2 separate regions of the Mus musculus genome follow, and region 2 is linked to region 1. The links are chromatin contacts, called in public Hi-C maps. All regions are on one chromosome and are shown on one strand. The core of a region is the stretch at or near the end of the contact, and the rest is flanking DNA. Distances in the headings are between cores, read along the strand shown.

The links. A called contact is a pair of places that touch in the nucleus more often than the background predicts.
Region 2: a contact with region 1 is called in a Hi-C map of cerebellar granule neurons, with 1.7 times the contacts expected there. The contact joins two enhancer-like sites. A contact is called at or near these places in 3 of 484 Hi-C or Micro-C datasets (cerebellar granule neurons, embryonic stem cells and nephron progenitors), 1 of 115 datasets of contacts at active chromatin or transcription factors (embryonic stem cells) and 1 of 9 other capture datasets (embryonic stem cells).

The regions. Positions count from the first base shown.
Region 1 is chr7:133,285,491-133,288,683 of GRCm38.p6, forward strand. No RefSeq gene overlaps it. Among named protein-coding and RNA genes, the nearest start is that of Gm35567, 71 kb to the left of the region's middle. Within about 2 kb of position 1,526, at least 3 of the 459 cell types and tissues checked have an H3K27ac peak or open chromatin away from gene starts, as enhancers often do. A contact at or near this core is called in cerebellar granule neurons, where this site is marked.
Region 2 is chr7:133,570,523-133,573,715 of GRCm38.p6, forward strand. No RefSeq gene overlaps it. Among named protein-coding and RNA genes, the nearest start is that of Tex36, 30 kb to the right of the region's middle. Within about 2 kb of position 1,624, at least 3 of the 459 cell types and tissues checked have an H3K27ac peak or open chromatin away from gene starts, as enhancers often do. A contact at or near this core is called in cerebellar granule neurons, where this site is marked.

The sequences.
Region 1 (3,193 bases), core at 276-2,775:
GGACTCGTTCAAAGTCAATAAGAGGTCAGCTCAGATGAGTTAGAGACACACTTGTGTTTAAAGCTTCTTGCGTGACCTTGCTGTCAAGTGCTCAGGGTCTCAGGAACGGAACCAGGTGGACACTTAGGCTAAACCCCCTTCAATCTAATTCTCTACAGTAACTATAAAGTTGTCTGTAGAAAAGATGGCTGGACATTTTCAGATGGTACGGCCTTCAGTCCTAGGTTAAACATTAGCTTCCCTTTCTGTTCACACCGTCAATTTGGTGAATGCATTCCCCTTTTCCACGCAGAGTGTGGAGGTAAATTCCTCTTTCTTTCTTTCTTTCTTTCTTTCTTTCTTTCTTTCTTTCTTTCTTTCTTTCTTTCTTTCTTTCTTTCTTTCTTTCTTTTTTCCTTTCTTCCTTTCTTCCTTTCTTCCTTTCTTTCTTATTAGATATTTTCTTTATATACATTTCAAATGCTATCCCGAAAGTTCCCTATACCCTCCCTCCGCCCTGCTTCCCTACCCACCCACTCCCGCTTCTTGGCCCTGGTGTTTCCCCTGTACTGGGGCATATAAAGTTTGCAATACCAAGGGGCCTCTCTTCCCAGTGACGGCTGACTAGGCCATCTTCTGCTACACATGCAGCTAGAGACAAGAGCTCTGGGGGTACTGGTTAATTCATAATGTTGTTCCACCTATAGGGTTGTAGAAAAGGCAATGCAAACCTCAAGGCTTTGTCTATGATCGAATTTCTCTGCTGGAGAATATGGGGGGGGGGTTTGCAGTAAAATTGGGTCAGAATCTAGGAGATGAGATAACTGGTCCCTCATGGCCAGGGTGATGGGAAGCAGGTACGTCCTCTGTGTGGTCACTTGCATATGTCAGCTGTAGAGCCACCTCAGGCTCCTACCCCGGGGATCCAAGAGACAGCTGTCTGCTGGTTTCTCTCCTTCACTTTATAAGTGAGCATCTGTGACCTGCAGAGATCTGTGGCTTCACTGAGGTTGAGAGAAAACCAGTCCGACAATTGACCGTGTTTTCCATGTCCAAGGTGGTATCCTAGAGTCCTCTGTAACACACCCAGTTCTTGGTGACATAGGACATCCCAAGTACCAGAGATGGAAATATAGCCCTGATCCCTGTTCATAGTGTCCTTAACCCCAGGAGTCACTCCAATTTATACAAAACTACAGCTACTTTTCAGAAGAAGCCTCTGGGAGTAGGCACCCATTGCTTAGAACCCGAGTCCTTGAGGCCAGTGATCGAGGTGCATGAGTCCTTTTCATAGGATCCCTTCATATCCCCAAAGCCCTTGGTTTTCTCTCTAACTCTTGGTGTTCTGGATTTCCTGGCACTGTCAAACCTGTGGTTGAGAAACTTCACTCAGGACCACACCGAGAGTGACCCAGTTCCGAGCTGCCAGCTTCTCCACCCTCTGCACCTGCCGTAGCCTTGCTGCGAGCTTCAGTCACCAGCCTGCCTGGCCTCAGATTATTTCAACCTGGTGGGTCTCCCTGCTGCTGACCACCTGTCTCCTGAGAGGACCCACAGCCAAGCCCTCCCACAGCAGATGGCTGCCCCCTCCCGATATTCTGAGGCACTCTAGCTAAGGCCAGACCCAGCGTGGACAAAAAGAGGTCCTGGGCATCTCTGGCCAAGGTCAAAGTGTCCATCTGCACACAGGTACCAGAAGTGCCAGGGGGCTGCCACAGAACTGCTTTGGCAGGAGAGATGCTTCCCAGACGATTGTTCTTGGTTCCTGTTGAGTCTTGCTTCAAAATCAACTCTGAGCTCGGATGCGCAGTTCCTTGGGTAGGTGGGCACATCACCTTATACATACTTTCAAAGCCCCTCCTTGGCCAGTGAAGGGGGCTTCCTCAGGAACCACAGTGGGAAACAATCCTATGGTGATGTTGGAGAGAAAAAGATGGACCAGAAAAAGATGGACCTGCCTCACACCTTCCACTCCAGCCTGAGTACTGACCTCCCTATAATGCCATCACTCCTATGCACTTCCTCAGAACCATTGAAATGGACCTTGTACTGCGAGCGAGTCAAATTTGAACAGTATTATGGCACCAAACTGTCTAGGAACTAGAACGTGGACGAAGCCATGTTTTGTTTGCTGTGCAGTATGAAACTGAAATGAACTCCCCCTTAAATCCTCCTGGTTTTCTAGATAAAAAGGCACCAAGGCCAGGGCCTGTGCTTGCTTTGTAAGCATGGGGGCCTTATTGATGCACAGAATCCATGGAAGAAAGCTGGGGCTGGAAGAATGCACTACATACCATCCTAGTGCTGCTGGAGGGGCAGACACCGGTGGGTCTGTGTGACCCTCGAGCCAGCCAGTTTAGCCAGCTTGCTAAACCAAACCAAGACAAAACAAAGCCCAAATCAAACCAAAACCAAAGCAGATAGAGCCTGAAGTGACTGGCATCCAAAGTAACCTTCCAGTTTTCACACACATGTGCAGACATCCTTGCACTAGCACGCAGCATATGTGTGTGCACACATGCGTATGTAAACCCAAGCCCCCCCAGGCTGACAAGGACTGTATGGGCTATAATTGTAGTGTCCATGCTTTTTCCTTATGTTCTTTATTTCACGATCCTACACGGCCATGGTGGCTTCCAGGAGGCATTTTTGCTTACATTCCAACAAGGCCTTCATTAGCTAAATGTCTTTTTCCAAGATGGCACCAGCGTTATCCTACCAGTTTCCTCAGTGACTGCTGAAATGGAATCCAGAAACACCTGACCCTGTTCTCCTATGAGAGATGCATTTGAGTAGTGCCGTCTATTTGCTTGCACTTGAGGGAGATGCTGGGTAGAACTGGTGGGTGGCTGGAAATGAACACTGACTTGCAGTATGTGGCCTTCTCATAAGCATGTGTGTGCCAGCTGAACTCTGATTGGCTGGCATTTCTCCAATCACAGTCCCAGCATCTCAGCTCTTGCTTTCCTAAGAATGGCTGAACCACCTGACCAGGGTGCCTGAAAGGAGGTTGCCATTGCAGTTGCTCCGGTTTTACTTGGCTGTGGGGTGGTGCAAGCCTCATTTACATGCTGCCAATTCTATGGGGGAAGTCGGATCTAATTTAAGCACCACTGTATCTGCTTATTTTACCTACAGACATGAGTAGATCTTTTTATTATGTAAGCATTTTAGCTTCACTACAACTGTTTCCTACCACAGCAGACAACCCCAC
Region 2 (3,193 bases), core at 374-2,873, 290 kb after region 1:
CAAAATCATTTTTACAGAACAGGAAGTGAGGCAATGAAAAGCAGCAATACATAATCCTACTGTGTCTTCCATGCCTTGTCTCGGTGAACCTTCCCTGGGAGAGCTGAGCTCAGGAACGGCAATAGCCTTGGGAAAGGATGGACTAGTTTCTGATCAATAGTTTTACACCAGCCATGGGTCTTTGCGCTTTACCTTCATGATTTTATTCAGTCCTTTTGGAAAAGAAAAAAGGTGATGTCCATTTAATAGATAAGAAAGGCATGTTTCAGAGAAAATAGGAGAGTCATGTGACACATGCCTAGCCTATTAATGTTTGCAGAACTGCGACAAAATTCGTGACAAAGGCAACTTTGGGAGAGAGAATTTATTTTGGCTCACAAATCTCATGGTGGGGAAGGCACGGTGGGAGGAGCTTGAGGCAGCTGGCCACACTTCCCTCGAAGTCAGGAAGCACAGAGAGGCGAATGCTGGCTCTCAGCTCGCTCACTCCTTTTCATTCAGTCTGGGACCCCAGTCCAAGGGATGGTACTGTCCACAGTTAGGGTGGATCATTCTACCTCAATTACCCTAAATCTAGAAACTCCCTCACTGACATGCCCACAGAGATTTATCTCCCAGGTGTTTCTAGATCCCAGCAAGCTGACATCAGCCATCACACCGAAAATCCTAGTCACTAAAGTAGGGCGTGGCTCTGTAGCTCCAAACTGGTCCAGAGCAAACTGCAAGGGAGCCAGACTTTGAGCTCCATTGCTGTCCGTGTAGTAGCTGTGCTAACCCTGCTCCAGAGCTAACCCTGACCAGCCCCAGAGTCGGTGCAGATGCATGGTATGCAGGAAGTGCGCAGTCCTACAGACCCCCCCACCCCTGGCCCTACCCCTTCCCCGGCCCCATCCCCATCCCGCCTTCTCCCCTCCAGGGCGAGACTGGCTGAGGTCTCTAAGAAACATTTTGAGAAAACGATTTGTAGCTAGAAAACCTAAGTTCTGAGAAGCCTGAACCCTCATCTTCAGAGAACTGGAAGCAAGGACTTGGAATTACCCAACAAATTAAGTTCATTTTAATATCAGAATGCAATTGGGAGAGAGGGTCTGGGGTAAAAGAAAAATAAGTGTAATTGCTTCTTTTTTCAGACTCACATATTGCTTTGTTCATTACGAAATAACAAAGCATTATTTGATCCCATTACTCTGTAAATGAGATTGAGGGAAGGGTACATCTGCATTCACGCGGCAACAGAGTTGGGAAACGTTTATCCCACCGACATTTAAAAATAGCAGCTCCGTCTTTCGTGGTAATGAAATTGTAGGTATTTTCATTGCAGAAATATATTTTACAACACACACAAATACGGCAGAGTTAAATTTAGTGCTGGGGAATGCTCTCGTGGAGGCTTTCCTCCGGGCTTGGGTTTTCTGCACTGGGCTTTTGTTTCTCCAAAACCAAAGCCTGTCTGTGGGCAGTGACAGATAGGGACACAAAACCACTGGCGAATTTTTTTTTTTTTTTTTTTTTTTTTTTTTTTTTTTTTTTTTTTTTTTTGGTGAGAAAGAGGTTAAGTTTCTGGAGCCATTCAGCATGTACACCTGCCCTCTTGTGGCACGTATCTGTATATTCACAGGTTTTAAGACCAAGACAAGGGTTATCCTAAGCAATATTCCAAGTGGGTCTCCTCTGCTGGGTGTGATGTCCCTCAAGGTGCTCACATTTGGCAAAACTCCTGTACTAACCTGCCACCGTTCACTTCCCTCTGTACTAGGGCCTGGTGACAGGCTACCCCAAAACTTCATGCTACCAAACAACCATTCTCTGAGTGAGAAAGGCAAACAGGAAAAGGTTTGCATGGGGCCTCAGGTAGAAGACTGGGAGCCAGGGCTTTGATACATCTGAAGGCTCATTCACACAGGCCACTGGCTTGGTATACTCCGGCTGGGTCAGAATGGGTTTGGTTGGTTTCCACAGAGGATGGGACACGGTGTGACTGTTCTCTCAACCATTTTCTTCCTAGCGAGCATTATATTATAATATATATTATGTCCTTAAAGATTATTATTATTATCTGAAAGAAGTGAATAAAGAGGCGTGTGTGTGTGTGTGTGTGTGTGTGTGTGTAAGTCCAATAGTCAGCTTCTGATCTCATTCCCTGATCTCATTCCTGTTACCACTTTTAGGAGGGTCTCATAGAACCCGGAGCTCCCCAGTTCAGCTAGGCTGGACAGCCAGGGAGCCACAGCACCTAGCATCAGAGGTGTTGGGATCTGCATGCTTGCAAGTACTTTACTGACCTACTGACTGAGCCATCTCCCAGCCCAGGGATTCTTTGTCATTAACAGCAGTAACTCTGGGCATCAGGAGTCGATCATTCCGCAGAAGAGAGCCAAGGAGTCCCAGACACTTCACTGAAGACCTAGAGTTTTAATGCATTTGATTAACCCTGGAAGCCCAGAGCAAGGCTTTTGTTCTGAGTAGTAGTGTGTGTTCAACCACTGGCAAGTTGTTTCATCAAGTGAATTTAAAAAAAAAAAAGTTTAAAATTACTATAAAAACGAAAAATTTAGAAAACAGGACAGAAGTCTCCTCCTGTCCCCCAGGCACCTCAGATCTGGGATGGCTGCACACTTGCTGCCTTCCCCACAGACAGGCGGCCTTTTACTCATACACAGTGTGCACTGTTGCCTGCTTCTTTTCACTTAACATTTTATATTTTTTATAAGCAAGGCAATTCCATCTGAGTGGCCATTCGTGCGCTGTTTTGAAAGAAGACCATGGTCAGAAAGCTTCATCAGGAAATGAAACTTTGCACTTACTGGTCTTTGGCTTTCTCAAAAACGGACACAGTTCTACCTTGTTCGAGTGCACTCTACACAAAGGAACAAAGATATGCCACGAAGTAATTAGGAACTAGGTGGGGGGTAGGACAGACGGTTATAAAGGAGTGGTGTTAGTTGGCTGTGTGTGTGTGTGTGTGTGTGTGTGTGTGTATTCCTGTAGTATGCAAATTGCCCTGCCTGTTTTTTTGTTTGGTATTGTCCAGATGTTTAAAAACAAGCAACTGGTCTTTCCACAGTCATTTAAGGGAAAGGATAAAGGAAGTTTGCCACTAAGTGTCTTAAAACAAAACAAAACAAAACAAAACAAAACATGGCTGATTATCTTATATAGAACTCACAAGCATGCAGCTTCTAATGTAAAGTAA